Regions from separate parts of the Mus musculus genome. Here regions 1, 2, 3, 5 and 6 are each linked to region 4. The links are chromatin contacts, called in public HiChIP or PLAC-seq and promoter capture Hi-C maps. All regions are on one chromosome and are shown on one strand. Each heading gives the region's core, a stretch centred on a gene start, on an enhancer-like site or on the middle of the called end of the contact. The rest is flanking DNA. Distances are from core to core; before and after follow the strand shown.

Region 1 (3,882 bases), core at 23-2,522, 2.0 Mb after region 4:
GTCCCCTTCAGGCAGACCTTGCTCTTTGATCTTTCTTCACCCATAAATAGTATAAAACTCCCAGAGCTGTGTCGTTAGTCACAAAAAAAAAAAAAAAATCTCAAATATGCACTCAGTAAATGCTATGTTGTGTGGTTTCATTTTTGGTAACTGGCTTCACCAAGACGGGGACTTTGTCAGCCCAGCATCTCCCACAGGGCAGGCACTGTTTTATAGACTACATGAATGAATGAATGAATGAATGAATGAATGACAAACACATATCTGTGTGCCTTGCTTTGTCTGGCCTGTAGAGATATTTGTGTTAGTTGTAACTAGTATAAAAATGAATTTCATTTAGTTTTGTACAGGTTTGGGGTATACGGTTTCACAACACCCTGGAAGGTCAAAGGATTTGTTTGGGTGGGAGGGGTACGTCCTTGTATGATGTGGGTCCCTCATCGAACTCATGTCGTCAGACTTAGAGGCAGGCGCTCTTACCCACTAAGCCATCTCGCAAACACCAGGATTTTATTTTCAATATTTATTTTTATTACTGTGTGTCAAGGCACACGTGTGGAGGTCGGAGACAACTTTGTGGAGCCGGTTCTACTCTTCCATCTCTGCACGGGTTTCGGGGATTGCAAGCGTCTTTACCAAACGAGCCATCTAATGTATTTTAAAATGGTAAAACACACCACAACTCGTGCGCGCGCGCGCGCGCTGTAAACAGAGGCTATAGAGGACGCAGCGAGAGGCTAGCCTACACCTTCTCCTTTGCTCTGCACACCTTGGGCTGGCTCCTTTCTGGGACCCAATCCTGTACCTATAGTGCACACCCCTGCGCTGACGGACAGCCATCCCGCTCAGCGTCTGAACGCCAGCTTGTGGCTGCGCCCTCAAGGATGCCGTGCAGAGGAGGAACGCCCTGCGTAGTTAAAGGAGCCAGAGCAGCAAGCTCTAACGGCAGGGGCTCCGCCCCCGGGGAGGAGATGAGGGCGGGGCAACGCTGGAAGGGGCGGGCTCTCTTGGCCACACCCCTTGCGTCATGGCGCTAGAGGGGAAGCTAGGGGAGGGGGAGTGGCGGAGGCCGTGCGTGTGGGCAGGGCCTATCTGGGTCCCGCCCCCAACCCTCTGGGCAAGCCTGGAGTGTCGCGGCTCTAGCGATAGACGTTGGGGGCGTGGTCAAGCACTAGGCGACAGGGGCGTGATCACGAGTGGCTCCGCCCCTTGCGTCACGACACGCGGCCCCGCCCCTCGCGGCGCCTCCCTGGCGGCCGGCAGGGAGCCGGAGTCTGCGCGGGCGCCGATTTGGGCACGGTAGGTGGCAGCGGCCTCGGCCAGTACCAGGTCAGGGCTGCGTGGCGCGGTCCGGACGGTGGGCGGCGCGGACAGGCCTGGTCGCCGCGGGAGGACGCGCGTGGCCTGGAGCCCCACCCGCGCGGCGCCGCGGGGAAGTTAACTTGCGGAGGTCGCGGCCCACGGTGGTTCTTAAGAACGCGTAGACCTCTCTTGCTCTGCCCTGTTTTGCTTGCTTCCTGCTTCACACGTGGGAAACTGAGGCCTGGGGTCACGTGCCCGGGCGCTGGGACTCACAGCTAGGACGGGGCAGAAACTCTCCCGCGGGGTTTTGTGCGCGCGAGCGAGCGTGTGACCCTCCCCCCTCCCCCCAGAGGTGGCTGCCCCTGTACCCACTGCTCCCGGTGTTCATACTGTTCCTTGCCCTCCCCAACCCCTTGTTTCTTTCATTCTAGCAGGGATGCCCGATGGTTAGTTAGGCCCAGCTTCTGCATTGGGGCAGATCGGGCTGGGAGGCTCCGGCTTAGTATTGGGGACATGCCCTTTCTCCAGCCTCTGTTTCCGGACATACAGAACTGGGTTTGTTTCGTTACCCTGAAGAAGCTGTTAAGTTATTTGTGAACCGCTGTACCCGCCTTGCCTCGCCTTGGGCTCATTCCATTTACCATATCTTGTTTTAAAAACCGTATCTAAGGATTTTTTTTTTTGTAACACTTTTTCTGAAGGTCTGATCCACTAACCATATAAATCTTCTTTTGGAAGTAAACTTTAGGTGGTTGGTGGGTTTTAGGATGCTCACATTACGCACTGATCCTCGTCTACTTTTAGAACATTTGTACATCCCCCAAAGCAGCAGTCCCTAACCCTCAACTCCCAAACCTCTTTCCCCAGACCCCGGCTCACCTTCATCTACACTACTATCTGTCTATGGATTTCTCTGCTCTGGGTGGTTCTGTGTATGGTTCCTCATGTGCATAGTATTTCCTAGTGTGGATATTGTGTGTGTGTGTGTGTGTGTGTGTGTGTAGTCCATTGGTTTGTAGATGGACAGTGGGTTGATGTTCCTTTATGGCTGTGATTAGTATTGTTGCTGGGAATACACACACTGTATTTCTCTTTTCAGTTTTGCCTAAATTTCAGGATCCCTTTAAAGTTTAACCTATTGAGGAGCTGCCAAACTCCCAAAGTGCCTTACCACTTTACTGCCTCTGGAATGTGATGGTTATGATGATATTTGTGACCAAGTCTTATCTACCTCAAGCTGACCTTGAACCCCAGACTCTCCGGTTTCAGCCCCGGAGTGCTGGAATTAGAGGCTTGTGCCACTTGCCTGGCTTGAGGTTTCCCATAAATTCTGAATATGTTTCGTTTCTTCTGAAACATCAGCGTCTTCCTGGCTTCAATGCATTTGTTATAAATGATTTCCTAGTTCATTAGTGCTCTGAGGGGTACCCTGCATGTCATCCGGGCGGTTCCTGGGACCTGCTAGTAAGCAGCAGTGGTGAGCAGATTTGTGGTTGACAGCTTCAGTACCTGTTGGGGTTAGGGCCTGGACCTGCCCACCCTCTTCCTGTGCTGGGGGAGGTAAGGTTATAAAAGAGAGTCACTGTGCTTCCCACAGTGAGGGGGGGGGTGCGCGTTCATGTGTGCATGTGTGTGTGTGTGTGTGCAAGCTCCGTCGAGAAAGTGTGTATTGAGACAGGGTCTCCTGTGACTCGGGCTGGCCTTCACGTCACTATGGAACTGAAGATGACCTTTAGCCTCTGTTCCTCCTGCCTCCACTTCCTGAGTGCTATACAGGTGTGCATCGTGACACCTTCTGCATTCAGTGCTGGGGTGGAACCCAGAGCCTCCGGCAAGCTAGGAGATCGAGCTTCCAATAGAACTGAACTCCTTTTATAATTATTGTGGGTGGTGTGTGTGTCTGTGCACGTGTAGGGTCTGGGGAGGCCGGCAGTTGATGTAGGATGCCTTTCTCTGTCGAGCCTCATCTTGTTTTTTGAGGCACAGTCTCTTGCTTAACCCAGAACTTGCCATTTTGCCTAGAATGGCCGGCCAGGGAGCCTCTGGGACTAATTTATAACTCCAACTCGGGGATTGCAGGCACACGCTGCTGAACTCAGATTTTTTTTTTTTTCTTTTTGAAACAAGACCATACTGTGTAGCCTTTGGTTGACCTGCATCTGACAGATATCCACGTGCCTCCTAACTGCTGGAATCAAAGCTGTGTACCACCACACCCAGCCTTTTCCAGGCATGCAGAGACCCAGTCTCTGTTCCGCAGGCTAGCCTAGCATGATCTCTTACCCAGTGAACTATTTCCATAGCCTTGAGCTACGTTCTTGAAGGGAGTCCGATTTCTGAACGTCAGTCCAGGCTTCTGGTAGTTACCTGTTGCAGGGTTTAAAACAGCATTGCCCTACAGGTCCTGCATGGTGTCATCTGGCTGTGGCTGGTGACAGAACTGGGGAAACAGAGCCCCCGGCACTTAGTGTAGCTCCACCGTTCTCCACAAGTTCCTTGGTGAAGAAAGTAGTCTAGGAATCAAGGGAGCTCCCTGGGCCTCGAGTCCCTGCTGGGGAATGAACGTACATCCTCAGAGCT
Region 2 (3,799 bases), core at 1,285-3,784, 2.2 Mb before region 4:
CTATGACAGAGGGTCCACCATGAGTCTGAGGTTAACCTATATACATATCCAGTACAAGCCAGCCAGCACAATACATAGCAAGACCTTATCTCAAAAGAACACAAAAGTAAAAACAAAACCCCCTCAAAACGGGTATCTGTATTCCCTCAAAACAAAGTGTAAGAACTAGTTTCCCTGAAGCACTGTATACTGGGCACACTTGTAAACCCTGCACTAGGGAGGTAGAAACAGGAAGATCAGAAACAGGAAGATTGGGAATTCAAGGCCAGCCTGTGCAAGACTGGGACTTGGTCTCAAAAAGTGTGTGTGTGTGTGTGTGTGTGTGTGTGTGTGTGTGTGTGTTCTAACATACACAGGCTGTTAAAGTTTTTTTATTTTCTTTTGCCAAAAGACAGTGCACAAGAAACCCTCTCCATGACAAATCAAATTTAGCTAATACTAAGTTAATGCTAAGCATGATCTATGAAGAAGAAGAAGGAGGAGGAGGAGGAGGAAGAGGAGGAGGGGGAGGAGGAGGAGGAAGAGGAAGAGGAGGCGGCTACAGAGTTAGCTCAGTCTGTAAAGGTCTTGCTCTCCAAGCACTTGGCGTCCAGATTTGCACATCCTTGCAATCTCAGACCTGACTAAGTGGAGACAGGGGGATTCCTGGGACTCCCTGGCCTATTTGGAGATTTCGATGGGAGGAAGCTCCTGGGGAAAACACTGGACTCTCAACTGTGCCATTCATTCATACCCTTGCAATCACAAGCTCTTAAAAGCAAGAGGATCAGAAATTCAAGGTTATCCTTAGCTACCTCGAGAGTTCTAAGTCAATCTGTGTCACATGAGAACTTGTCCTTTAAATCTTAAGTTTACCTTTAAATTTTTTTGAGACAAAATTTCTCTATGTAGTCGTCACTAATCTCGAACTTGTTATGTAGACTATGCTGGCCTCAAACTCAGAGGCCTGATTCCCAAGTGCTGGTATTTAAATAGTTTAAACATTTTTAAAAATTAATAATCTTAATATTAGCCCACTAGCAAGCTTACCCTAATTTCATCATTGATAACGATGCAAATTCAGAAAAGTAAGAAACACACTAAGTGTTTGTCATTAATGTAAGCATAACTATTTGTAAAACTAATTTTGTTTGCGTGGTGTCGGGGATTGAATCCAGAACTCTTAATTTCTAACCTTAACCACATCAGAAAACCTTTGTACAGTTATAGCGCCAAAGATTGCATTCACATCTGTGGAAAACATTTAAAGCCAAAACTAAAGCCTAAAGCTCTACCAACTCCAAAAATTAATAATAGAAAGCTAAGTAGTTTAAGTTCAAAGATTTTAAACATGCCCAAATACTTTAACCTGGAGGGGTGGAATGCTAGACTAGGTTCTAATACTGGTACTCAAGGCACAACTATTTCTGGTGGCGCTGCTACAAACATTCAGTTTTACACCCTTAAAACCATGAGTTGTCAAGTCAGTCTCTCAATCTGGGTTTCTCTCGTTTCGATGTAATGACTTACACTTGCAAATTTCAAATTAAAATATAAGATTTATTTGGACAGTAACGGTTTCTCCTCAACTTTTTCTTTTTTTTCCATACTCATAAGAAGCACACCAACAACTGACCTAAATACACGTCCCATGTCGTCAGGCCTTTTAATGTAAGCAGTGTCCTCTAGAGACATATAACAATACTGCCAATGTGTGAGGCATTGATTTGTAGTTGTTTTTCCATCCGAGCTATGGATTTGTGCTCAGCTACTCACGACGTCTACTAGGTCCCCCTGGTGACCAAACAGTGCACCAAAGCAGCAGGAGGGTTCTAAAGCCTACTGACAGCGGAACAGAAAATCATGAAAAATTAACACGGCAACAGTACACACGACGTGACTGTGAATTGCGTTCGCACTGCTGGCGGGCTGAGTGAAGAGCCGTACAACGGTCACCATCCCCTTTTTGCAAAAGCATCGCCTCGATCGAGCTTGCCTACTCCTCCCTCCCATTTAAACCAGAGATGTGATGAGAACACCAAACCCAGGGGATCTGCACGAGGCACAGCTACTGGCTGGGACTTGGGGAACCACTGGTATGACAATCGGTCACGATTCTGTGGAGCATGGAGGAATGACACACCACCCTTTCCTACCCCAGACACAGAGTCAGGAATGGCAGGTCGAGGGGGGGCCCTTGGGGAAAGCGGGAGAGCACGCAGAGGAGGGACCGCGGCGCGTCCGGGGCCGGGACTCAGAGGGGCTCAGGGCTGGGGCGGCGCCCGAGGAGCGGGACCAGGGCTGGGAGGGCGCGCCGCCAGGTGCCGGTCCGCAGGAGGCGGCGGGGCGCGCACGGAGGGAGGACGGGGCGCTGAGTCCCGCGTGGCGCGGAGCGGAGGGCGCGTGGCGGGGCCGCGGCCGGCCTACCTGGAGGTAATGGGGTTTCCTCAGCCAGGCCCCCGCGCAGAGACTCCTCGCCATGGCACTCACATCGCCCCGCCGCGCCGCAGTCGGAGGCGGACCCGAGCGCGGCCGCCCGCCGGCCTCCCCGCCCCTGCCCCGCCGGCCCGCCCACGGCCCGCCCCCGGCGCGCGCTCCCCGGGGCCGCGCTGCGGCGAGGGCGGCGGGTAGCGGAGGCCGGCTCCGCGCGCAGAACCCCACCCCCACCGCCAGCCGCGGCGGTCGTCAAGGCGCGGGCGCGGGGCTCCGCCATAAAGGGGAGTCGAGCCTCGCGTCCGCCGACACAAATCCGCCTGCGCCTCCGTGCTTAAAGGGGAGGCGCGGACGGGGGAGGGGTACGGCCGAGGCGGGTGCGAGCAGCACGGGGGTGCGCAAAACGTGGGCTCCGTGGAGCGCCCACTTCACTGTGAGGCTTGCGGCTTCACGCGCGGAGTCCCGCCGTCCGCGCTCTGGACCTGTGCGAGCGGATTGCACGGAAATTCTGTGGATGCTTAGAGCTGCATCCTAGGCGACCAACTAACTCATAGATCCTCTCCAGGGAAAGGAGGCTCTCCGGAGACGCGACCACCGCTATCTAGGGGAGGAAGGGACTCCTTCCCGCTCAGTTCTGCGTGGCCTTCCAGACACTTCGCCTCTTTGCGTACCTTAAATTTAATGCAATTTTTTTCTTTTATTTCTTTTTCTTTCTTTTTTACCATTTCGACTTTTTGAAGTTTGCATTGTTTGCAAAACAGCCTCAGAGTTTTCTTGCCTCTACCACAGAATCATGATTCACACGTTAAATACATAATTAAATAAATAAATGCCGGATAAATACAGTGAAGGCAGGAGACCTTCTAGGATATAGCAGAGCAGCTCAGTTAAGGCTATACACCTCAAGGCGTTGCTTTCTTCTGTTGACACTGATGGCCAAATAAGGGAGAAGGGGCCACCCTGGGAGGAGTACAGCTATTGATCTGAGTGACTTCAATGCAGGGAGATGCAGGTCCTACTTCATTTTTTTCCCTTGCTATGCCGTACTTTATGTTTCTAGTGCTTTCAGTTTCTGGAAACAGGTCTTTAACCTGGATAATATTTTGTTACTCGCAAAGAAGTGCATGAGCCACTGACTTTCACTTTTAATTAAATGACTTCAGTAATTTCTAAAGTAAAAGTAAATATGAGCTGGGCATGGTGACTCATGCCTGTAATTCCAGCACTTGGCCAACCGGAGCTACTTAAGACAAAGACAGACAAAGGGAGGGAAGGAAGAAGGAGGAAAGGACGGATCCTACCGGTTTCCTTTAGTTGTTTTTTTGTTTTTTGTTTTTTTAAAGATTTATTTATTACTTATTATATGTAAGTACACTGTAGCTGTCTT
Region 3 (3,979 bases), core at 1,453-3,952, 2.1 Mb before region 4:
GTGGCATGCACCTGTCATACTAGCACTTAGGAGTCCAAGGTTAAAGAACTGCTGCATTCCAAGCCTGCCTGTCCCACCCCCAGTGTCTCAATCAACTTACGTATGAACACCATCTGATTTTCTTTGTTCAAAAACTAAGGTTCTGCCCTCTGGAGAGGTAAGGTGGAAATCAATATCTAATTCTCCTCCATCTAAAACCTAGAGAAGAGAAAAATACATATTACAAACTTTGAAAATACAAAGTTCTATCAAATAAACCATGTGATGTCAAGATTTTAAAAAGATTTTATCTATTAATGTATTTATTGGAAACAGGGTCTCTTTATGTGGCCCCGGCTGTCTTGGAACTCACTATGAAAACCAGGCTTGGCCAGCCTTTGCTTCCTTCGGAGTGCTGGGATTAAAGGCATGCATCCCCATTTAAAAGATGTGCACGTGGAGGCCAGAGGTTGACATCCTGTATTGTGCTCCAACTTACTTTTGAGACAGGGTCTTATTACATAGCCCAGGCTAGCCTTACCTTGTCATCTTCCTCTCTTAGCCTCCTGAGTATTTAGAATTATCAGCATACAGTACCATGCTTGCTTGCAAGGAAAGTTCTGATGAATAAAATTTCTTTTCTTACCTAGATTCTTTCACTAAACCCATAGCTGGTTTCCCTGTGCCTAGTTTTACTTCCTTTAAATCTGCCTTTCACAGTCTACCTACCTATCTGCTTAATCTTACATGGCCTTGCAAAAAATAAGGGAAAAGGTATTCATCACAAAACACATTTATGGTCCCTTCTGCGTTGCCTCGATGTGTGGTCTATTTTCTTCCTTTGCTACTCCTACCCTAAGACCTGACAGTCTTCAAAGCTAATAAAACCCCAGTACTTATAGTATGCCTCGGAACACTTAAACTATACATCCTACAATCACAATGTCTAGTCAATTCTTCCCTTTTCTAAAACTGGCCTCATTCCTTGCATTCTTAACTCATTTTCAGATTTATTTTTATTTTCTCCAACAATCCTATTCTCTGAAAACCAAAAATCATGCTTTATTCAAATTGCCTGTAGGATGTGATGGTTCATGCTGTAATACCAGTCCTGGGTGGGGGGGGAGGACACGACTTAGAGAAGGACTCCTGTGAGATCGGAGGCTAGCCTGGGCTAAATACTGAATTCAATGCCATTGGATACATAGTTGAAACCTTGTCACAAAAACCAGAGCAACCAACCATCCATCCAACCACAGCCTACCAAACCCATCAAGCCCAAACAAAGCCTGCCTATGAACCCCCAAACTCCTGAGAACCAGGTTTTTCTCAGTTTGTTCCTCCTCCTGGAACAATTCCTTGCATACATTAATTGTTCAGTAAATGCTAAACTTTTGTTCACAAGTGGAAATCAAGAAATATTAAGCTGTAACCTTAGTTGTGCTGAGATTTTTGTATATTATGACTTTAGATACTTCCTGTAATTACTGTAAACATCTATAAATAATCCCAAAGGCTCCACATATAAAAGTTTTACATAAGAATTAAAAAAAGATTTAATAATAAGCGTATTCTGCTGATACTAAAAAGAAAACAATGACACGGGAAGAAAGCTGACAAAGTTCAATGGAAGAAAGGTCATACACTATTATCTTATTTGATTTCAAAGTGATGGATGTACACCCGGGATGACAATGTACCACTAAATACAGCAACAGTCCATTTCAACACATTTCAAAATCTGACTTAGAGATCTTCGCATGGACACAATTCAATACTCCCAAGACTGGGTTTCACTATGCAGCCTTGACTGTTCAGAGATCCACTTGCCTCTGCCACGGGAATGCTGGGGTTAGAGGCGTGTGCCACCACTGCCCAGCCACAATTCAAAACATCGTGCCGATTTTATAATATCGGGATTTGGTGAAAGTGGTGAGAGTGAGTCAAACAAGTGTTATCACTTCGTCCAATAATAAAGAAGAACGTGTATCAACCCCTTACAGCGAACTTCTCAGAACTGTAGGGTATGTAAACTAGCTTGAAATGGCTTGGGGGAATTAAGAAACAAAGAGTAACGCCATTGACGTCACCAGTGCTGGCCTCTTTCCGACCAGAGGAAAGGGAAGAGAGAGGGTAGGTGTCAATTTTAGGACTGGCCAAACTTGTGAGTTCCAGGCTCCCAGGAGCCCCGCTTAAGTACGCCTGCGCCAAGCAGGCCAGTTTCCCAGGAGACCCTCCTCGGATTCACCTCGGTCGCTGTCCCACCTTTTCCAAGTAGGTGAGAGGCGACCATGTGGTGCGGCCCGGCCCAAGGAAGGCTAGCCCACTTCCGCACTTACTTGGTATTCGATCTCCAACGATGCCTTCAGGGGCATGGGCTGGTAGAAACACTCCTTCCGGCCGGCCGGCAGCGTGAAGGTAAAATCACTGTCCAAAGAGGGTGTGAAGCCGGCCGCCCCGCGCAGCAACGCTGCGGGCAGAGCGGACAGGAGCAGCACGGGGAATGGCAGCCACATCCTGCCGCCCATCCCTGTCGATCTCTGCCTGGACGCGTGTAGGGAGGTGCGGGATACTGGTGTCTCCGATTTGAAATCCCGATCTGAGGGAACTTCAGGCAGCGGCGAGCCTCACTCTCTTGGAAGGTGGAAGCACTGCCTTCCACTGGGCCGGGCGAGGGCGGGGCCAGCGTCCCCTTTCGGCTGCCTTCTGGGTTTCGCATCCTTCCTTCACACCAGACTTGTCGGTTTCGGCTTCCCTCACACACGCCAATCAACGTTGGCGGGGGTAACGACGGGAAATGTAGTCCGAGGTGACCACGGCACGCCGCTCATCCGCGCTTCCAGACTCATTTCCCGGCATGCCCTGCGCCCCGCTCCCGTTCGCAGAGCCCCGCGTGGTGGGCGGGGTCGGGGCCCGGGAGGCGGGTCCCAACGGCTGCCGCGGCGGTTCGAACTCGGCGCCTCGGAGGTTCGCTGGTTCTCCTCATCGAGAGTCAGAGGCTTCCATGTCGTGGGCTGCGAGAGTGTCCCAGGCTTCCGAGCGCAGAGGAGGCTCGCGGTGCGCCGTGGTCTGGGGACGCTAACCCCGCCTGCGATCTGGGTGGTGAGCAAACGCCTCCTGGCTGGAAAAGGGCTTTCCCGAGGGGTTTGTTTTCTCTTGGGACAGTCGACCTGCGCCTGGCCTGCTTGTGAGGCGTTTTCTTTTATTTGAGGCAGAATCGGAAAGGAGGCTGCCAGACTTTGCTCTACTCCCTACAGGCAGATGGAGGACCTCTTTCTTGAAATAAAATACTGTATAAAACCATGTACTCTTTCTCAAGCGGAAAGTCCTGTCACAGGATTTTATAGAGTGTAAAGTGCTTGTCCTTCGCTCGATGAGTGTGCGTGTGTGAGAACTCATTTTTCACTAGACTTGAAGATACGGTTGTCAGGGCCGCCCTATAGGTAAGATGATAAGCCTTTCTACGTACACATACTACAGGTAAACGTAGGAAAATGAGGATGTTTAAATACCAGACGTATCCAATTCTGAACGGCTAGAAAATTCTTACGTGAAAATGCACAAGTTGCTGAACGTAAAAGCCTGACTTAAATGGTGTCCTACAGTACTGATCAGCATTTTCTAGTCTCAAGTTTCTTCTTTTCTCTCCTCCATTATTCTGTACGAAGCTAGAGATGTTGCATAGATGTGAAGTAGCATGGATTCCTGAGCCACTGACTGGGGAAGTCTTCCAGCTTATGCAGAAGCAAATTTGTTAAAAAGAAAACCAGAAACAGGGTAGAAAAGGGTAGAAACATTTACATCTACAAAATATCTCGTTTAATTTTAGGCCTCAACTTTTTCCAATAAGGTGCGAGGTGTTTTTTTGTTTTTGTTTTTTTTTCCAATCCACCCTACTCCTGAGAAATTTTGCGTGGGAAATTAATGTACCAGGACCGTTTTTACCTGAGTGAGGGAGGGAGAAGGCAGTTTATTCATTTATCCGTTCAAAATAATTGAG
Region 4 (3,632 bases), core at 801-3,300:
AGCATTTCCATATGCATTCCACTACCCTTTGTCCACTTTTGTATAACATTACTATCTCCATCAGGAAGGTCACAGTGGGCTTTCTCCACACTTACATACCTTTTCACTCTGAAAGTAGACCTCCTAGCCAGCTTGGTAGGCCTAGCTGCAACCCATAGACCATTATTCCTGGCCTGCTGTTTGTCCTAGCTTAGTTATATGTCTCCACCTGAAAACCTCAGGCTCCTGGATGCTGCTGTTCCCAATTCTCTCTACTGAATTCTCTACTATGGGCTGAGACCAACAGCATATAACATATGGCCAGATCTCTGAAAGTATAGTACATTTCTGGTAAGTCTTTGTTTTTGTTTTTGTTTTGTTTTGTTTTTCTGAGACAGGGTTTCTCTGTGTAGCCCTGGCTGTCCTGGAACTCACTCTGTAGACCAGGCTGGCCTCGAACTCAGATATCTGCCTGCCTCTGCCTCCCGAGTGCTGGGATTAAAGGCGTGCGCCACCACGCCCGGCAAGTCTTTGGTTTTGAAACAGGCTGGTCTTGAACTCAAGATCCTCAGCTGCCTAGGTTTCAAGTAAATGTTTTAGTTATAACACACAGATCTAACAGTCTTAATGAACAATGGTTATTTATTTATTAAAAGATTTATTCATTTTATGTATGAAAGTACACCATTGCTGTCTTCAGACACACCAGAAGAGGGCATCAGAACCCATTACAGATGGTTGTGAGCCACCATATGGTTGCTGGGAATTGAACTCAGGACCTCTGGAAGAGCAGTCAGTGATCTTAACCGCTGAGCCATCTTTTCAGCCCCCCACCCCACATGGTCTCTTTAAATAAACACAATTATGAAGCAAAAGACAAAACATTAAAAGTTGTTCTCCACTGCTCTATGACATATTCCTGTACCTGTTTCTTTAAGGAATTAATACTACTTTACCCATCTGCCTATAATTAAATTTAACTTATTTATCTTGGTTTTTTTGAGACAAGGTTTTGCTACTTAGTCTTGGATGCCTCTTGGGCTGGATCTATAGACCAGGGTGGCCTCGAACACAGATATCCACATGCTTCTGTCTGGAATTAAAGATGTGCACCACCACGCCCAGCTAAATACTGAAATACATCTAAATTAGCTTTCTAATCCTGGGGCTATAAAAATAACTGGAAATTCATCTTAGCATTTCTCAAGTCATCTAGTTTGGCTTCCCTGAGACTGTTCTGAGGAGTAAGTAACATCTTTAACTGAAGATATGACCTGAAGGGTATGTATATCTGACTCTTGGCTGGTAACCTGTAAATTGAACGTGTCGGGGCCTCCACTCAGGCCTTTTTAGGCCATTCCTCAGGCCACCCTCTCCGGATAGTGAGAATTGGTCTTACCAAGTTCTCACTGGCAGGAGGTAGGATACACATTTGAACAGAACAGGCCTCCATCCTCCACTCTGCCTTCTAAAGACCACTCAGAGTACATGTGAGAAGCCTCTACACCATCACGGGCTTCCATAGCTCATGATCTGTGGGCAGAAATTAATGTGACATGCTTGTAATCACATTTCTGCGAGCTCAAGGAGGCAGATCTCCAGCATAAGGCCAGTTTGGGGATATATAGTTAAGACTCAAAAAAGAAAAACAAAGGTTAGAAAAGGACTTCAAAAATTAAAATCAGCAGCCTGGCATGGTGGCTCACATCTTTAATCCCAGTGCTAGGTAGGCTTTCGCGTTATCCGTCGGAATGGTATAGGCATTCTGCCTGTATTCCAGAGAAAATCTTCATTAACAACAGGAGGCAGAGCTGGGCTTTCTGGCCGCCGTATTCATCCTCAGCCCCTATCAGTCAAGCACTATGGCCCCAGCTCTGCTGGCTTCGGGATGACACACAGTCTGGGTGACCCAGGAGCCCGCTCGCGCTCTCCAGCAGCGACAACTCGGGGCGGCGCACCTGAAGAGCGAGCCGCGCCAGGCAGCGCGCCGAGTCCGACTCAGGACCCCGACCAAGCTGCCCGCGCCACTGCCGGGCTGCGCTCGCGTTAATCAGGACCCCGGGCTGCCTCCGGAGCCGCCTGAGGCTGCGTTCCGGGCCGCGTTCTAGCCTGATCGTTGGGAAACGGGACGGCCCGCACTGCGCGCGCAGCCCGCCTGGTCTAACCACGGCCGGGCGGAGGAGGAGGCTTGGGGCAGGCGCGACTCCCGTGGCGAGGCGAGCGGTCTTCTGAGGGCCGGAGGCGGGAGCGACGCGGGCTGCATTTGCAGCGGCCGCGCTCAAGGCCTCGGCGCCGGCGGTGGCGATGCTGTGGCAGCGGCTGGCTGTGGTGGAGTGGGCGGCCCTGGCCTGGGAGCTCCTGGGCGCCTCGGTGCTGTTCATCGCCGTGCGCTGGCTGGTCCGCCGGCTAGAGAAGCGGCCGCGGGACCTGAACCGTTGCGGGACGCTCTCCTCTCCGCCCAGCGCGTCTGAAGCGGTGGCCGCACAGCCAGGTAAGGCAGCGTCAGTCGTGGGAGGAAAACCTCACTCTCCACGCCCCCTGGATACGGTAAGACCCTATCGCGGATATTTTGGAAACTTTTGATGAGAACCCACAGCCCTGTTAGCACTTCTTCTCTCCACCTCTCTAAACTGTAATCCCATGTTTACGAGGTATGTGTTTTGTTTTTGTTTTGTTTTTTAAGATTTCTTTAGAATTTTTTAAATTTATTTTTAAGATTTACTTATTTTATGTCTATGAGTATACACTGTAGCTGTGCAGATAGTTGTGAGCCTTCATCTGGTTGTTGGGAATTGAATTTAGGACCTCTGTTCGCTCGGGTCAACCCTGCTCGCTCACTCCGATCGGCCCCCCGCCCAAAGATTTATTTATTGTTATAAATAAGTACACTGTAGCTGTCTTCAGACGCACCAGAAGAGGGCGTCAGGTCTCTTGTTGTGAGCTACCATGTGGTTGTGAGATTTGAACTCAGGACCTTCGGAAAGAGCAGTCGGTGTGCTCTTTCACCAGCCCGAGGTATGTGTTCGTATGAAGCCACTTTTCACTAACGCTCACTTTCTCCTAAATCTAGTTCTTAGTGGAAGATGAAAAGTAATTCTTCTAGAAGGAAAATGACATTTTAAGCCATTAACTCAACTTTAGAACTTTAGAGATAACCCAACCCTAACAAGATCTTACGGGTAACAGAGGCTCCATTTGCTACTATGAACTTAAACACAATTTCATTTTTTAATTACTTAGGGCTGGGTATAAAACTCAAGGCGTGGCACATCTTGACAAGTCTTCTACCACTGACATACATATCAACCCTTTCTTAGCAGTCGTTGGTTTCTTGGGGGTTTTGTTTTCGTGTTTTTGTTTTTGTTTGTTTGTTTTTTGCTTAAGAAATGGGAACAGGAAGGTCAGGGTAATGCTGGTTATTTTTACATGGCCGTGGAGAAATGAAATGTTTGTGTTGTGACAACAGGGCCAATGCTTGTCTTTTGGGTTTTACATTCTCTTGACCCCGCTAAGAAAATAGCATGGTCTTATTGCAACTTGATGTGCCAGGGCTGGTTGATGGGGTGGAGAGGAACTGAGAGGAGAGGGAGGGCAAACTTTGGTCAGGATGTAAAACAAACAGTTGAGTGTTAAAAAAGGAAGTGGCACCGAAA
Region 5 (3,799 bases), core at 471-2,970, 2.2 Mb before region 4:
AGAGCTAAAGACACTGTGATCTGTCATGTGGGTGCTGGGAATTGAACACAGGTACTCAAGAGCTCTTAACTACTGTGTGTGTGTGTGTGTGTGTGTGTGTGAGAGAGAGAGAGAGAGAGAGAGAGAGAGACAGAGACAGAGACAGAGTGTGTGTGTGTGTGTGTGTGAGAGAGAGAGAGAGACAGAGACAAGAGAGTGTGTGTGTGTGTGTGTGTGTGTGTGAGAGAGAGAGAGACAGAGACAGAGAGACAGAGACAGAGAGAGAGAGTGTGTGTGTGTGTGTGAGAGAGAGAGAGAGACAGAGACAGAGAGAGTGTGTGTGTGTGAGAGAGACAGAGAGAGTGTGTGTGTGTGAGAGACAGAGAGAGACAGTGTGTGTGTGAGAGAGTCAGATACAGAGACACATGAGAGAGAGAGAGAGACAGAGAGAGAGAGAAAGAGGGAGAGACACAGATTGATATAATGTACTGAATAAAATATACTGTATAATACAAAGCTAGCCATGGTGGCTCAGGCCTTTTAATCCCAGTACTGAGGAGGCAGAGACAGGAAGATCTCTGTGAGCTTGAGGCAAGCCTGGTCTACACAATGAGTTCCAGGACAACCAGAGCTATATAATAGATAGACTCTGTCTTCAAAAAAGAAAAAAAAATGTAGTATAATATGAATATGCCTATTTGCCAGATTTTTCAGAACCTAGGTAAAGGGAACTCTTTTTTGTTTTGTTTTGTTTTGTTTTTCGAGACAGGGTTTCTCTGTATAGCCCTGGCTGTCCTGGAACTCACTCTGTAGACCAGGCTGGCCTTGAATTCAGAAATCTGCCTGCCTCTGCCTCTCAAGTGCTAGGATCAAAGGCGTGCGCCACCACCGCCCAGCTTAAAGGGAACTCTTGAAATATGAGTGAAAGGAATTTAGATCATAAGAGGTATTTCTTCAGAGAGAAAATTCAGTACTGCCTCTGTGACATAATCTGTGATAAAAAGTATATGACTCTGAAAATATTTTCACAAAATAGAAACGTATTACAGGTGTTTCTATAAGTGCTGGGTTGCATTCAAATATAAGTCAAAGATATAAGCATGCATTCCATTTATCAGCTGGGCCTCATATAAAAGCCTGCAATAGTATGAAAGTTGTGTGTTCCTTCAATCAACTGCTTTGCAGGAGGGTATGCTCAAATTTCACTACAATTAGGAAAGGTCACAAAGCAGGTAAACAGGGAAAAAAAAATCTCGTTCATCGTCAGAGGAAAAAAAAGTGAAAATCTCCCATTACAGATTCCAGATAAGTTTGGATTTGGATAGTATTCATTGAACGAAATTTGCCATCCAGGGTCTCCTCCCCACTTAAGGGGATTATAACAGCAGGCCTCTAGGTGAAGGTAAAAGAAAAGTATTTTTTCCAGTTAATAATTTCCTTTCTTCAGAAAGGAAATCACCCCATCAAGATGTACTGAGCAATATCCTATTTCTGAGGGCATTAAAAAAGACCGCACGAAAGACTGGACACGATCTCTCTTTTTAAAAGACCTAGTAAGGCAAGCATCAGCGTCGGGAAGCGCTGCGCTCACTATTGTGTCTGCACCGGCAGCAAGAGGACTTAATTCCACCGCGACGTTAAAGAGTCCCTCTTTGTTCAGCGCTGGTCCGGGACGCAGGGCGCGGTGTTCCTCCGCGCTCGCCGCGCAGGCCCCGCCCCTCTGCGGCTCTGGAGAGCTGCCATTCGGCCCCGGAGTAGCTCCGCGCTCCCAGAATGCACCGCTAGTCCGCGGGAAACCAAAATGGCGAAGGGCTGTTGCGAAGTGGTCTGTGTTTGAGGCCGGTGTGAGCACGCACATTCTCCTTCCTAACCCTCGTCCCCAAGGAACTCGGTGTGTGTGTGCGTGTGCGCAGGGCTCCCGCTGGGGCGGGTGCCCAGGGAGTGCCCGGACTCGCGGGGGAGCGCCCACGGGAACGAGATTGCTTCTATTTTCCTGTATGAAGCGGTTGGCACCACTTAAGTGACCGAATGAGGTGAGAGACCTTGGCCTGGGAACCGACTCTTTGGGAGGAGGTTGGGATGAGGAGAGACGAAAGAAAGGAAGCAAAAGAAAGGGGAAAGATGGAGGCTCCGCTTTGGGCAAGGGAGTCCTGTGTGGGGGTGTTTTTGCATTGATGCATATGTTGAAAGAATGGATCGGGAGGGGTAGTCAGTGAGATGTTGGTAAAAATAGGGACTGGGGGAAGGAGCGGGGCGCCCCGCTCGGGAGTCAGTTGGTGGAATTAGATAAAACGTTGAGACAGGGAAGCTGTGTTTGGAGGGCAGGAAGGAACCTGGGGGCGGGAGACGGTTGGAGGGGCAGGATGAACCTGGTGATGAGGGGGTGGGGAACCGAGGGGAGGAGCCGTCAGAATGCGGGGAGCCTAGTAGAGGGGCTGACTGGCACTTTAAGGGGTGCTAAGGAAAGTAGCAGTTTGGAACCAGAGGGTGCTGGAATTGTGTGGAATTGTGGTAGGGGAATCTAGTGGTGGGCTAGATAGCTAGCGTACGAGGATGAGGAAAATACCCTGGAAAGCAAGCCCTGGAAGCTTAAAGAGAAGAAGTGATAGGTGAATTGATACGGGGAAGAGATAGCTTTTATTTGGAGGCATTTCTTCCGTTCAATTAAAATTTCTTGCCCTGATAATTTGTATTCATCATTACAACTTAGTTACTTACGGCACTAAGGGGTTTAACCAAAATTTTCCAGGATTTCTTAACACATTTCCATAGTGCCAGAACTCTTAACTGTGATTTACAATCTGCAGTCCTTGGTGGTTAATTTTTTCTTTGGCAGAGATGGATTTATTGAGTGGTACGAGAGATTGTGAACAATAGGAAAAGGGGTATGGAATGCTGTTTTATTCTTTAAAACCTTTAACTTTGGTTGAAGATATTACCATGCAACAGTAGTTAGAATTTGAAAACCCAGACAAGCCTGTAATTGACATAGAAAAGTACCTCATGAGATCAAAGTAGAGCTAGAAATATGTTAGTGGTTGGTTGACTCCGTTTTCTCTAGCAGCAAGTACTTTCTCCTTCAAATAGATTCCATGTAATCTTCATAGGAACTTCTGCAGACTGTTTTCAGCCTTTATGTTTTAATTTTTCTTTTGGGAATTTCTTTTTTGGGAGAGAATTGTGGGTAAAAAAACTGATTCTTTTTAGGATGCTGGATAATACTTTAAATGTTTATTTTTTTATTTAATGTATATAAGCACACTATTGCTGTCTTCAGACACATCAGAAGAGGGCATCAGATCCCATTACAGATGGTTGTGAGCCACCATGTGGTTGCTGGGAATTGAACTCAGGACCTCTGGAAGAGCAATCGGCACTCTTAACCACTGAGCCATCTCTCCAGCCCCCTGGACAATGCTTTAAGTGGAGGATTTTTGTTTTTTGTTTTTTTGTTTTTCCTTTTTAAGTTTTGAAGCAGGGTCTCGTTATATAACTCTGGCCAGCCTGGAACTCACTTTGTATTCCAGACTGGCTTGAAAAGACAGATCTGTCTGCACCTGCACACTGAATGCTGATGGAGATCACTACCATGCTCGGCTGTTATTACTTTACTTGAGTTCACATCAGCAACTATCATTGGGTATGCAACTATATTTAAATGTGTACTGTGGAGATTTCTTTTCCTTTTGTTTTCTCCTTTTCTTATTTATTTATTTATTTATTTACTTACTTATTTATTTATTTTTGGAGACAGGGTTTCTCTGTATAGCCCTGGCTGTCCTGGAACTCACTTTGTATAGACCAGGCTGGCCTTGAACTC
Region 6 (3,900 bases), core at 184-2,683, 2.6 Mb before region 4:
ACAACCACCTGTAACTCCAGCTCTGAGTGGTCCTAACGCTACGGCTTCCATGCCAGGCACTTATACTCATATATACCCCCTACCAACACACATAAACAGACATGTACATGATTTAATATGCTTTTAAATACAATTTACTAACGTTTACCTTCATACATATGCATGTGCCTGATGCCCATTGTGGGCCAGAACAGGGCCTGGGTTTTGAGAAATGAACCCAGGTCCTCCGCAAGAACAAGTGCTCTTAACCACTGAACCATCTCTCTAGCCCCTTATGCCCCTTGTGAGCGAGGGTCTCTCTCTCTCTCTCCATAGCCCAAGCTGTCCTGGAAATTTACCATGTAAACCAGGCCAGCCTCAAAATCAGAGACCCCTCTGCCTTTGCCTCCCAAAAGTACTAGGATTGAAAGTCACCACCACCATCATCATTATCATCTAATCTACTTTCCTGATTTTTTGATATTTACAAGTCAAAAAAGAAGAAGCAGAATTTAGTTAAGATAAATAACATGAGTGACCACAAAGTAAAGATACTCTATGCCCTTCCCATATATTTAAAGGTGTTTTCGGAGAAGTACTTACACATCTTTTTATTATGCTCTGAAGTTCCTCCACAGCCATTCCTAATTATTTTCCTAATTTTGATGCTGTAATGAACTAATACAAAAAAACCCAGTTAATTGTGTGATACCATGTAAATTATGTTTCATAAACCGTTTCATTCTGAATTATTAGACAACAAACACAATGTAAAGTTTTATAGGTTAACTGCTATTACTGAACGTTACTGTGTTAGCCTAATGAAGCATTTTTAAAAGCCCCTGATATAATGCCTAAAGAAAGTAATTTTTAAAGAATGACGAGTAAAAAAATAAAAAGAGCCCTAGAAAGAACTACTAGAAAAGCCTTTGTTTAAAAGGAAAACAAAAATCCAAATTGTGGACCTGGAATGAAAAATCTAATCATTAAGTAATTTTTTTAAATGTCCCATTGACAAAAACTGGAATCCAACATAATTAAGTCACCCAAAGAAGTTGAAGATTCCGATGCCGCCCACCCCATTCTCCACAGGATCTCCCTCCTCACATAAACAATCGTCAGTGAGATCACCGAGTATCACGAAAAGGAGGCCAGCAGCGAAGGTCCTTGCCCCGCAGGCGCGAACAGGAAAATCACACCCTACCGCGCCTGGCTGAGGCGAAGGGAGGCCATTTCTCCCTGCTCCTGCAGGGCAGGGTGTCCAGGCTCCAGCACCTCCAGAGGCCGAGCAGGAGAGCCGCGTGCGGCGCAGGTCCTGTTCGGCGAGCCCGATCCGCCCGACCCAGCATGTCTACCTACCCGCCGATCCACGCGCCTGCCTCTTGCCCTCCTCCTCCTTCTCCACTTCAGGTAGCGCAGGCCGCACTCCTGGCCCCGCCCCCGGACCGGACCCTCCCCCTCCGCCGCTCGCCCCGCCCCGCCCTGGGCCCGCCCCCTCCGCCGCTCGCCCCGCCCTCCCTGGGCCCGCCCCCAGCCCGGTTCCGGGCGAAGCGTGAGGAGGTAGATGTGCTGTCCCGACCCCCTCTTCTGACCGCATTTCCCCATGGCTGACTCTGCCGTACCTTGCTCTCTAGGCCCAAGTACCCGGGCTTCCAGCACCCACCGAGATGCTACCGGTACGAACAAGAGCCACCGTCCCAGGCTGGGACCCTGAGACCTTGGTTTGAGTACCACGCACGCGCGGGCCTCTTTCTGAGGCTGCGCCGGGGAGAGCGAGAACTCCGGGTGGATGAGGCCCAGAGCTTCCCAACGCAGGCTGTCCTAGTGCCTTCGGGGGAGGAATCCCACACTCTTACACAGGGGTTTTAGGATCTACCCGTACGTGGGAACAAGTGGCCAAGGCAGGTGGTGGTCAGTTGCCTTGAACCTTGGATTGCTTTGATATCTGGTCTCTGAGGTCTCAGACTCCTCTCTTTAGGCAAGGGAACAAACATTTGGGAGACTGAGCAATGTTTATTCTAAAGGAACCCAGTTTAGAGAGTGTTTTAAAAGCACTTGATTAAAGCGCATCCGATGAGAAAGAGTCCTCGAAGAGACTGCCGTCATGAAAATGTAAAATGTAATTAATTTACAGAAACAATTGAATTTGCTTCCTGTTTAGCCCCCCCTTTTGTTTTTGTTTTTCTGGGGGGGGGGTTGTTTTTCTTTTTTTGTACACATCGAAGTTGGAAATGAGATGTGTGAGAGAAAAGGAAATGGTGCCTACAGTGTGATATTTGGGGACTACTCTGCTACATCAAATGCATTGGCACTTGACTTTTCTCTCTTCAATTGTAGGTACTAAACAGACCCGAGCCCTGAAACGAGGAGATGCATCTAAAAGGTAGAACCACGTGGGCATCTGCATTTCACTTTGCTTTTATCTCATTAATTCAATCTGATTTGGTTTTTTTTTTCTTTTCTTTTTTTTTTTCTTTTCTTTTTTTTTTTTTTTTTTTTCTTTTTTCTTTTTGGTTTTGGTTTTTTTGTTTTGATGTTCTGTTTTCTGATCTTGCAATCTGGGAATTGAACTTAAAGACTTTGTACATTCTAATGAAGCTCTTTGTCTAATTTACCGAGCTATACTCCAGCCCAAATAGTTTAAAAGCATAGTGCATACCTTTCTTGAGAAAATACTGAAGACTCAGGAAGCACTGTCGATTCTCACGTAAGACTGCTCTGTCCTTCAGCTGTAGGAAAACCAATGTGGAGGCTTAGGCTGTTGGAAACTATCATGAACACCTGTAGAAAGTTCTGGGGACATAGTTCCTGAATTAACCAATCTTTCCCATTTCTTCAGGTACACTATTACTGTTGTATGTGCCAAGCTCGCTGAAGCAGGTTCTTTCTTTATCACTTCAAGGCACCTTTTGTCTTCTGGGTTTTTTGTTCTGTTGTTGTTTTGTTTTTCTTTTCTTTTTTCTTTCTTTTCTTTCTTTCCTTCTTCCTTCCTTTCTTTCTTTCCCCTCCCCCCCCCCTTTGGTTTTTCGAGACAGGGTTTCTCTGTATAGCCCTGGCTGTCCTGGAACTCACTCTGTAGACCAGGCTGGCCTCAAACTCAGAAATCCGCCTGCCTCTGCCTCCCAAGTGCTGGGATTAAAACCGTTCTCCACCACTGCCCGTTTTTTTGTTTTCTTTTATTTTGTTTTTGTCTTCTTTGTAACGTTAAATAGGAACTTAAAAACAAACCAACCAAAAGCATCCTTTACAGTTTAGAGCTTCCAAAAAGTCATGGCCTCTCGTGTCACAGAGGAGATAGCTAGAGCAAAACTCATCTGAAGAGACTAACATTCATCACTTCAGGACTCACCGACTCTTCTTGCAAGATAATTTCCAAATACAAGATCGTCTGTATTTGAGTTAGGCCCTTAGGATGTGTTGTTGAACAAGTCGGTTTTGCTCACAAGAACTGAGCTTCCACTTCCGTATCACTGCTCATCACGGAAGGACAGTCAGGTCAGGAACTCACGCAGGGCAGGAACCTTGGGGCAGGAGCCGATGCAGATACCATGGAGGAGTGCTCCTTACGGGCTTGTTGAGCATGGCTTGCTCAGCCTGCTTTCATACAGCATAAGCCCTAGGATAACATCATCCACAAATGGGCTGGGTCCTTCCCATCAATCACTAAGAAAATGCTCTTTAGGCTTGCCTGTAGCTAGAACTCATAGAGGCATTCTTTTTTTTTTTTTTAATTAAATATTTTCTTTATTTACATTTCAAATCCTATCCCGAAAGTTCTCTATACCCTCCCCCCACCCTGCTCCCCTACCCACCCACTCCCACTTCTTGGCCCTGGCATTCCCCTGTACTGGGGAATATAAAGTTTGCAAGACCAAGGGGCCTCTTTGCCCAATGATGGCTGACTAGGACATCTTCTGCTAT

Evidence for each region. Promoter capture Hi-C pulls out the DNA fragments that hold promoters and counts their contacts. HiChIP or PLAC-seq counts read pairs in DNA pulled down with a chosen protein or histone mark.
Region 1: a contact with region 4 is called in a promoter capture Hi-C map of pre-B cells, with 6 times the contacts expected there. The contact joins the promoter of Tpst2 here to the promoter of Ankle2 in region 4.
Region 2: a promoter capture Hi-C map of hippocampal neurons shows a contact between it and region 4, with 3 times the contacts expected there. The contact joins the promoter of Dipk1a here to the promoter of Ankle2 in region 4. A contact is called at or near these places in 3 of 39 promoter capture datasets (cranial neural crest, hippocampal neurons and second pharyngeal arch cranial neural crest).
Region 3: a contact with region 4 is called in an H3K4me3 HiChIP or PLAC-seq map of embryonic forebrain, with 7 times the contacts expected there. The contact joins the promoter of Tmed5 here to the promoter of Ankle2 in region 4. A contact is called at or near these places in 3 of 39 promoter capture datasets (cranial neural crest, frontonasal cranial neural crest and hippocampal neurons) and 3 of 115 datasets of contacts at active chromatin or transcription factors (astrocytes, embryonic forebrain and embryonic limb bud).
Region 5: a promoter capture Hi-C map of liver shows a contact between it and region 4, with 3 times the contacts expected there. The contact joins the promoter of Mtf2 here to the promoter of Ankle2 in region 4. A contact is called at or near these places in 5 of 39 promoter capture datasets (the HPC-7 cell line, cranial neural crest, frontonasal cranial neural crest and 2 more), 2 of 115 datasets of contacts at active chromatin or transcription factors (astrocytes and embryonic stem cells) and 1 of 9 other capture datasets (liver).
Region 6: a promoter capture Hi-C map of cranial neural crest shows a contact between it and region 4. The contact joins the promoter of Glmn here to the promoter of Ankle2 in region 4. A contact is called at or near these places in 3 of 39 promoter capture datasets (cranial neural crest, frontonasal cranial neural crest and hippocampal neurons).

Annotation. Positions count from the first base shown.
Region 1 is chr5:112,275,473-112,279,354 of GRCm38.p6, forward strand. It overlaps Tpst2 (protein-tyrosine sulfotransferase 2), which reads left to right and starts at 1,273. Exons shown (of 7, transcript NM_009419.5): 1 at 1,273-1,299.
Region 2 is chr5:107,984,543-107,988,341 of GRCm38.p6, forward strand. Dipk1a (divergent protein kinase domain 1A) reads right to left here and starts at 2,535. Exons shown (of 5, transcript NM_026062.4): 1 at 2,407-2,535. The coding sequence starts at 2,460.
Region 3 is chr5:108,129,918-108,133,896 of GRCm38.p6, forward strand. Tmed5 (transmembrane p24 trafficking protein 5) reads right to left here and starts at 2,703. Exons shown (of 4, transcript NM_028876.3): 1 at 2,319-2,703; 2 at 101-198. The coding sequence starts at 2,507. It overlaps Ccdc18 (coiled-coil domain containing 18), which reads left to right and starts at 2,997. Exons shown (of 29, transcript NM_028481.1): 1 at 2,997-3,081.
Region 4 is chr5:110,228,954-110,232,585 of GRCm38.p6, forward strand. It overlaps Ankle2 (ankyrin repeat and LEM domain containing 2), which reads left to right and starts at 2,051. Exons shown (of 13, transcript NM_001253814.1): 1 at 2,051-2,470. The coding sequence starts at 2,284.
Region 5 is chr5:108,063,954-108,067,752 of GRCm38.p6, forward strand. It overlaps Mtf2 (metal response element binding transcription factor 2), which reads left to right and starts at 1,721. Exons shown (of 15, transcript NM_013827.3): 1 at 1,721-2,012. The coding sequence starts at 2,008.
Region 6 is chr5:107,596,206-107,600,105 of GRCm38.p6, forward strand. Glmn (glomulin, FKBP associated protein) reads right to left here and starts at 1,434. Exons shown (of 19, transcript NM_133248.2): 1 at 1,339-1,434; 2 at 583-657. The coding sequence starts at 621. It overlaps Rpap2 (RNA polymerase II associated protein 2), which reads left to right and starts at 1,491. Exons shown (of 13, transcript NM_144911.3): 1 at 1,491-1,655; 2 at 2,317-2,362. The coding sequence starts at 1,583.